Linked DNA regions of Gossypium hirsutum: region 1 is linked to region 2. The links are chromatin contacts, called in public Hi-C maps. All regions are on one chromosome and are shown on one strand. The core of a region is the stretch at or near the end of the contact, and the rest is flanking DNA. Distances in the headings are between cores, read along the strand shown. Region 1 has its middle 22 kb from the start of LOC107891119. Region 2 has its middle 36 kb from the start of LOC121209957.

Evidence for each region. A called contact is a pair of places that touch in the nucleus more often than the background predicts.
Region 1: a Hi-C map of leaf shows a contact between it and region 2, with 4 times the contacts expected there. The contact joins two enhancer-like sites. A contact is called at or near these places in 4 of 34 Hi-C or Micro-C datasets (callus and leaf).

The regions. Positions count from the first base shown.
Region 1 is chrA11:91,879,884-91,884,483 of Gossypium_hirsutum_v2.1, forward strand. No RefSeq gene overlaps it. Among protein-coding and RNA genes, the nearest start is that of LOC107891119, 22 kb to the right of the region's middle. Within about 2 kb of position 2,073, at least 2 of the 9 cell types and tissues checked have an H3K27ac peak or open chromatin away from gene starts, as enhancers often do. A contact at or near this core is called in leaf, where this site is marked.
Region 2 is chrA11:91,762,649-91,767,545 of Gossypium_hirsutum_v2.1, forward strand. No RefSeq gene overlaps it. Among protein-coding and RNA genes, the nearest start is that of LOC121209957, 36 kb to the right of the region's middle. Within about 2 kb of position 1,298, at least 9 of the 9 cell types and tissues checked have an H3K27ac peak or open chromatin away from gene starts, as enhancers often do. A contact at or near this core is called in leaf, where this site is marked.

The DNA of each region.
Region 1 (4,600 bases), core at 823-3,322, 120 kb after region 2:
AATGCTCAACAGAGGAAAAATTAATTTTTTATTCTATTTTATGTATTTAAAAAGAGTAATTTGCATAATCAGATGCATGAATTTAAGATCTGCATTCGACCTTAACATAAATATAGTTTTAGTAATTAATGAAATATCAATAATCAATATTATTACAACTTGAATATAAAATTTAAATAAAATATATTTTGGCATTAAATATATTATTCAATAATGTTTTATCTTAAAATTAATGGACCACATTCCGGTGGATTTAATTCAGGAAAAAGGTGAATTGAAGGGATAAATTATTCAAATCTCTCATCATTCATTCAAACTTGTTGGTCTCATTCTGATTAAATATAATTCTAAAACAACAATTTTAAATATACATCATAAATAATTATTAAGAATTTATGATTTTCTTAATTTATGTAAGTTGTATACTTTAATTTAATCGTTTTAGTTCTTATACTTTTTCAAATTTTAAATTGTAACTCTTATAAATAATAATTATTAAATTCATTAAGTTTTGTTATTTTTAAAATTCAACGTAGCAAATATATTATCATATTTGTAATACCATGCCAACTAGCAATTTTCACGTATTACTAAAAAAAAAGTCAGTTAATGGGTTTAACTGTTGTTGCTTGCGTCAAAACTGAAATTTTGAAATTCGAATAGTACGAAACTAAGAATGATGCAATTGAAGAATGTGAATTAAATTTATAACTTTACGCATAGTAAAATTTAACCAATTGGATTTAATTGCTATTGTTTGGGCTAAGGTTGTAATTTCAAAACTTGAAAAGTACAAGGACTAAATTTAATCAATTTAAAAAGTATAAGGACTAAATTTGAATAAAATAAAGTATAGGGATTAAATCCATAGTTTACACATATTACAAGATTAATAGCATTATTTAGCCAACTAGATTTCACTTCTACAGTTTGGGTTTAGGATTGTAATTTCAAAATTTGAAAAGTAGAGAGACTAAAATTAATCATTTCAAAAAGTATATGGGCTAAATTTGATCTAATTAAAGTATAAGATTAAATTCACAATTTATGCATAGTACAATGATTAATGGACAAATTTAACGTTTTTATCATAAAACAATAAGCAAAGTTTTTAGAATCAGATGATCGAATCGATCAAACCATCGATTCTCGATCTGATCGATTTTGTTTGATTCAATTGAATAAATTATTAAAAATTTAAAAATAGAAAAAATTAATAGCTTGATTCAATTGAGTTTTTAACCAGGTCGTACCGATTTGTAAGTTAATCCATCCAACCTATTCTTGCGGACCAATATACAGACTGATCCTACTCTAAAAGCAATGGTCAGTAAGAGATATCTGGTTCAAGTAATATTATATTTTATAAACTAAAAATTAAATAAAGTAATACAATATATCTAAAAATATGCTATTCTGTTTAAAAAAAAATTGGTTTGGTGAATCTTTATATTAAACTTGAAATATATTATTTACTTACAAAACTAAAAGAGAGGAAAAAGAAGCAAAAACCGGTATATTTATTGTGTTAAGGTGACGTTGGAAGTTGGGGATAAAAGGACAAAGGAAACAGTAGCTAAAGTCCTGAACGTTAAAGTGGGAGAAGAAAGCTGCCATTTTTTTTTTTCTGTTTTTCCTCTTCACTGAGGCATTAAAGCAGACATAAAGGGATTGTTTAATTGCTAATGGTGTGAGTCAGTCATATTTGGATCCCATTGCAATGATGTGTAAAAGTACGTATAAAGGAATAAATTAGCCTCTTTCTTTCTCTTCTACTCTCAATCGCTTTAGTGCCAATCTGTCAAACACCTCCTATCATCAAATGGGTTTTTGTTTCCAATATCAAATTTTACATATTATTTTAATGTAAGTGTATTTAAAATATAATATATTTTGTTGATTAAATTTTAGTTTAGCTAATATCGTATTATTGGGACAACGACTTGAACTCTAATTTTTCTCGGATTATGGATAGAAATAGATAATATTTCTTGATTTTTTATTAATTATATTCCTATCTATAGGATTTTACCCAAGTCATTTTTATGAATTAGGTCCATCCAAGGCCCCATAAGTGCGTTTATTGTTGGGTTGTGGACTAACCTACTTCTTCGGCTTGTTGGGTTGGTCCACATTAGATTCTTCTAATTGGATTTTTGAACTTAATCTATCAAGGCCCAAATATATTTACAACATTACTAATTACTGTTATAATTAATGTTTGTAAATTTAGATCGGTGATTGAACCAGTTCGATCGTCGATTTTTAATCTGGTTGATTCAATCGGTTTAACCACAGATTCGATCAATTTATTGTTTAATAATATTAAAGAAAACAATAAAAACCCAAGTAGCTATTACTATAGATCAGCATTTTTATAACCAAACCATGTTTATAAATTACTATAAGACCCAACTATGTTAGGTCCAGAGTAAAAAATAAAATAAACTTAATTCTTCCCCTCATCTCTTTCGTAATTTCCTTGCTGCCTATTTCTTCTCATCATTTCAAAAACTCATTTGGTTGGGGTTGTTAACATTACTTTTATACACAAATGGAGTGAGGTTGTTAAGTATTTTGGTAACTTTCAAATGTAAACCACTTTTTCACCTGACAAGTGGTAAGACATCTCATTAATTTGAGTAATTTTTATTGATGACTCTAATTTGTCACATAAAAGTCAAAAATTCATTATGAATGCTGAATTTATGGTATACGTAATGGAATATTACACATTAAAGTATTTCTTATATATTTCAATTAACCCAAAGCAATGGTATATATTATAAAATTACATCGAATTTATATTGAATTTAAGAGTTCCAGAATATGAAATACATAAATGAGTATTGCAAAAATTAACTATCAATTATTAAATTAAATTACATATATGTACATAATTGACTATCGGTTTTAATATTAAGTTTAATTTAGACGATAAGTTATGTTTTTTAGACAATTTTTATTTTGATTCATTATTATATCTCAACTATTTGTTTGCTATTGTTTTCAAGGAATGGGGGGCTTGCAACCAAAAATGAATGTCGCAGTGAAAAAAAGGAAGTAGAAGATAATTTTATTTTAGGTCCCTCGAATTTTTTTTTTCTAGTTTAATACCTAATTTTAAGTTTCCATTTAATTGATTTAATCATTTAAGCATGTTTTAATTTGTGCAATTGTATCCTTACAACATTGCTTAATTTATTCAATTGAACCCCTTATGGTTTTATGCAATTTGAAAAGTTGTAAAATAGTTATATATTACATTTTATTAGTGAAAAATTGTTAAAATGATATGTGTGCAATTTTAGTTTCATGTTGTTGAAATAGCATAACAATGTTAAGTATTACATTTTATTATTGTAATTTATACTTTTCATGGTTTGACTAATACTAGTTTCTTCTTTGAAAAATTGTATGCTCTTTTTTCTTTTTATAAATATTTAAGTATGAAATTGTCATCTATTTTTTTTTTACTTTTTCAACTATTATATTAAGAAAATTATATTAGGTAAATGTATGTTTCATTATTGGTTGTTAGTAATGCAAAAGAAAAATGTAAATCTCGCATTGGTTGGGAAAGACTTCTAAAACGGGTTTAAATATAATCCTACTTCTTACTCACATTGAGTAATTGAGGATAAGGCCCAACACATGAGTGCCAACTCTGTGTCCGTGTTGACACGTGTTTACGACACGTACCATGCAAGGTTTTTCTGGATAAAATTTTTTATTTTTCTTTTATAAAAATTAAACTGTTACAATTTTGACTTGACCAACCAAATTGTTGCATTTTTTTTGGAAACTGGCTTCTGGCCATTGTGTAATTCAAGAAATTGAGTATTCGGATTTACCATTTTACCCCTTTAATTTTACCGTTTTGCCTTTCAGAAAATCCTATAAATACCTGGGTCATTCTCCTCATTAAACACACAACAAATAGAAATCACTTCTTTTTCAAAGTCTTTTTGTTCTTCTTTTTGAAAACTTTTTCTGGTCAATTATTCTAATCAAGTTTTCAGTTTTGTTTTCCTAGCCTATTTCCTTTTCAAGAAGAGAAATACCAATTAGCTTCCACCTTCTTTATTCATGTGTATGAATATTAAAGTTGTGTTAACCTTAGGGGGCGACATCCACTATACGATTACATCGATCTTGGCAAATTTGATTTTAAAGCAGGGGTTCTTTCACGACACAATAATCATTTCGTTTATTTACGTACTATTTATTCTTTCCTGTCAGTGTTAACGCTTAGTTTTGCAGTAGTATATTTTCAACATTTTAGATGCACATCTTATACTACTATGTATACATGTTTGTCACAATGATGAACAAGTTCATTCCTGATCTATCCAAGCTCGAGAATCTCGACGGAACCAACTACCGTCGCTGGTTTCAAAAGATGGTTATATTTTTTGAACAACTTGAAGTTGACTACATCCTCTTCAACCCATTTGTCACCACAACAGTCAATGATTTTGCAACTGTTCTCGGAGACTAGGACGTCAACGCCACCACAAAAGCCAAGTATGACAAGGAACACAAAATAGTAAGAGGTTACATGTTAAGCCACATGTCTAAAATTCTCTTTGACCTATCT
Region 2 (4,897 bases), core at 48-2,547:
ATAAAATATTTTAAAAAGATGAAAATTTTATATGTTCAAAAAATTAAAATGTCATTTTACCATTTATAGCTTTTGATAGAAAAAATAATTGTTATGGTATATTAAAATGAACTTATAATTGTAAAAATAATAAGCAACTTTTCAGAATGGACTTATCGGAGAACCAAGGAAGCGATGAAGGCGAACCAGCGAATCGATCAACAAAGAAAGTTCGAATGCGAGATATCGATGAAAATTGGGAAGTCGATATGGAAGCAACAATAGAAAATGGGAAAACTCTTTCATGGAAAGATCGATTGATGGGCTAAGGGCTCCATCCGATTGGGGACCCATCGAACGCGGAAGGACCAGAATAGGAGGATGACTTAAAGTTATCAAAGGACGATGTGGAGCGATCGACAATCAATGGCATTCCCTCAATAAAATTTTCTGATCGAATCAATCAAATCCTCATTAAGCACATGGAACTTACAGTTGTAATCAAATTGTTGGGGAGGAATATAGGATATACTGCTTTGCAGAATAAGGTCTATTCACTTTGGAAACCCTCTCAGCCATTCCGCCTAATGGATGTAGAGAATGGTTATTTTCTGGCAAAATTCAAAAATCCAGACGACTATGAGAGAGTTCTAAGCCAAGGGCCTTAGTAGTCTTTGGACAGTACTTAACAGTACAACCGTGGACTATGGAATTTAATCCTGCTCAACCGTACCCTAATATAGTTATGGCCTGGATTCGTCTTCCTGGGTTACCTGGGCACATGTACAAGCGAAAAATCTTGCGGGAAATCGGAGAAACAATAGGAAAAGTAGAAAAATTAGATTTTAACACCGATAATGGAGTAAGAGGGAGATTTGCGAGAATGGCAGTATTTGTTAACCTAGGAAAGGCCTTGATTTCACAGGCACTTATTAATGGAGTTACACAACGATTAGAATACGAGCACCTTCCGATGGTTTGCTTCCAGTGTGGGCACTATGGTTACACAAAAGAAATTTGCCCTAAAGAAGAGATGGGATTGGAAGGAATAGGTGAGGATATCCCAGAAGATCAGACGAGACAAAGACATCCATTGGAGGAAAACAAAGCAGAAAACTCAAATAGAGAATTATATGGTCCATGGATGCTTGTTGAAAGGAAGGCAAAGAAAACTAGAAGAACAGGATGGAAACATGAGGGCGACGGCGCAACCAAAACAGCAAGAAACTCTAGATTCCAGGTTCTGGAAAATATAGATGATAGTGGGCTCCCTAAAGCTCGCGGCGAGGAAACCAGAATGGACTATGAACAAGGTAATACTGACCCTCTAAAGCCGGGCTCAGAAAAAGATGTTGGCTCATTTCAATCTGACCACTTTACACACCCTAATGATGGGCGAAAATCAGGAATACAAACTGCAGACCCTTCTTGGCCCAGCAACAAAACAGAAGTGCGAATAGACAAAACTATTTTAGCACAAAGGCCTTTGATTTATGTCAAAGCAGCAAACATAAGCAGCCCACCACAAAGCCTTGGCCACCACCAAACTTCCATAATACTGACAGAGCATGATGGGATTAAAAAGGCCAAGCCAGCACTGGTAATAAATCTACTTGGCACTCCAAAGAATCTGCTACTGGGTCTCATGAAAGACAGATCAATAATACCAGACCAGGCCTAATAGAAGATGCAACTAGGGCTTTAAACAAGGAGCAAATAGACCTAACCAGCAAAGAAGTTAATAGCAAAGAAGTGAATTTCTTACGTAGCTTAAACTTGCTGGAAAAATCAAGACAGGAACTACCACCCAACATTAATACATCTTTCAATCTTGCTTCTACAGACCTCCAAAATAACTTTAGCATTTTAACTCCTGAAAAGGATGTTGGGGGGCTATCGAAGAAAGCTCTGCCCAGTTAAATTCGCAAACTTTTCAAGAAATTATGAAGCTACCAACAGCAAGTATTCTAGACGCTGATAAGCATTCAATAGTTCTCTTCCAAGAAAATAATCAACCCACAACCAAAGGAAATACCCAGAACATCAAAACCAAAACAGGAGCCAATTAAGCAGTGGAATCAACAGTACGCGACAATGCAAAAACAGGGAATCCCCACAAAGGAAGAAACCTCAAAGTCAACAAAAAAAAAGGTAACCCCTTTAAAGTCTCCCCTTCAAAAATTTCAATCCCTGAATCTATCAGTAATATGGTTGAATTGTTGCAAACCCAAGTCCAGCAAGGGCTGGTAAATGAAATTCCTAGTGGAACATTAGGAAAAATAGGAGACAATGCAGAGAATAGGCAGTAATTAAGTAACCCGATATACGCATTTATTTAATTTTAATGAACTCTAGAATCTTGATTTTTTCCTAGAATTGTCAAGGGTGTGCGAATGAGAAATTTTCTCGTACTTTTAAAGAGTATAATAGGGAACACAAGTCGGACATTATTAGCTTATTAGAACCGAGAGTAAGTGGCCGCAAAGCTGACGAAGTAATTGTAAAATTAGGATTACAGTATTCACATAGAGTGGAAGCTAGAGGTTTTTCAAGGGGAATTTGTATTGGATGGAAATCCTCTGTCAAACTTGAAATTCTCTAAAATCACCCCCAATTCATACATACACAAATATCTTATGGCTCCCCTACCCAAATAATCCTCATTGCTTTTGTTTAAGGAAGTCCTAATAAAACAAAGAGGAGCTTTCTATGGGACACCTTAAAAGAGACTATCCCTACAACCAATACTCCCTGGTTGGCGATTGGGGACTTTAACTCTATTCTATCCAAAAATGAAAAAAAAAGGGACTTCTGTTGGGAAAAGGTGCCCCTTATTCGGAGAATTTATTGAAAACAATGATTTACAAGATTTAGGATTCCGAGGACCTTCCTTCACATGGCAAAGAGGAGGGATACTTGAACGAGTAGATCGAGCAATTGGTAACATTCCTTGGATTCGTACTCTTCAACAGTGCCTAGTCACACATCTAGTGAGAATCAAATCCGATCATCGACCCCTACTAGTGGATTTATGTCTGGATCTTAATTCAGCTAAAGGAAGACCTTTTCGGTTTCTAGTAGGATGGGTTCAACATCAAGATTTCTCCAATACAATCTCCAAACTATGGGAATATAAGGGAGACATGACTTACGCTCTAGGAAAGCTTTCTACAGGGCTAAAAGAGTGGAACAAAAAAACCTATGGGCACATTGGAACCCGAAAATTAAAAATATTGCAAAAGCTAAGCAAAATTCAACATGCACTAGAGAAGACAAATTCAACATCTTTGATACAAAAAGAGATGGAATTAAGAGAAGAGTTGGAAGAAGTTCTCAACCATGAAAAGCTACTCTGGAAACAAAAATCAAGGTGTGAATGGCTCAAGCAAGGAGACAGGAACACAAATTTTTTCCATGGTCGAGCACTTTATAGACGGAAGATCAACTGCATCAATGCCTTATGAAATGCAGCTGGGGAGTGGTTTTATGAGCCAGATGAGATTCAAAAAAAAAGCAATACAATATTTTCAAAAACTATATGGAGGAAAACCTGATTGGACTAGTGTTTTGCCATCAAACCATTTTCCCCCTTTGAATAAAAAAGACATAGATTTCCTAGGAAAAGATGTCTCAAATGAAGAAATCAAAACGACACTTTTTGATATGGTTCCTTTAAAAGCACCAGGAAGTGACGGGTTCCATGCTCTCTTCTTCCAAAAATAATAGGATAGTATTGGGAGTGAAATTTGTGAATGGGTAAAGGGGGTATTCAGAGGAAAACCCATAGAGCCTGGTTTAAACAACACACTTATAGTGCTAATCCCAAAAATTGTTCAACCTGAGGAGATCTCCCAGTTTAGACCCATCAGTCTTTACTCAGTCCTCTACAAGCTAGTTATGAAAGTCATCGCCAATAGATTTAAAATAGTTTTCCCAAAAATCATCGCACAAGAACAAGCTGGATTCATTGCAAGACGAACAATCTCTGATAACATCATCATCGCTCAGGAAGTTATACATTCCAAGCGAGGAATAAGTAAGAAATGGATGACAGTCAAAATCAATCTGGAAAAAAGCATATGACAAGGTTCGATGGGACTTTATTGACAGCTCTATTTAGGCTACAGGCATTCCAGATTTCCTACAAAAAGTGATTATGTCAGCCATTACGACATCTACCATGCAGATTTTGTGAAATGGGGTTCTTACTGAAAAATCCCAACCAGCAAGAGGAATAAGGCAAGGATATCCCTTATCACCCTACCTTTTTATTCTATGCATGGAATGGCTAGGCCATAGTATCCAAGCAGCTGTTAACATAGGGGCATAGAGTCCAATACGATTATCCAGATCGGGACCAGCCTTGTCATATCTTTTCTTCACAGATGATCTAGTAATATTCTCCAAAGTCGACTTAAAACATAGCTCACTACTAAAAGAATCTTGGAACAATTCTATACATACTCAGTCCATCAAGTCAATGCACGCAAAACTAATATCTTCTTCTCAAAAGGAGTGGATGAGAGTATGAGCAATCGAATAAGTCAACTCCTTCGTTTTCAAAAAGTTCAAGATCTGGGATCTTACTTAGGGATTCCACTCTTACATAGTCGAATTAATAAAGCTACATTAGATTTTGTAATTGAGAAAGTTAGATCTAAACTATGTATTTGGGATGTCAAACAACTCTCAATTGTAGGAAGGCTCACTCTGGCCAAATCTATATTTCTCACCATCTCGAATTATTTCATGCAATCCATGCAACTTCCAAAAAGAGTGTGTGAGGAGATTGAACGACTGACGAGACAATTTATATGGGGAGCCAATACAGGGAATCGAAAACTGACCCTAGTAGATTGGAACTCTATTTGCCAATCTCGTAAAAGTGGAGGATTGGGCATTCGACAACTAAAATATC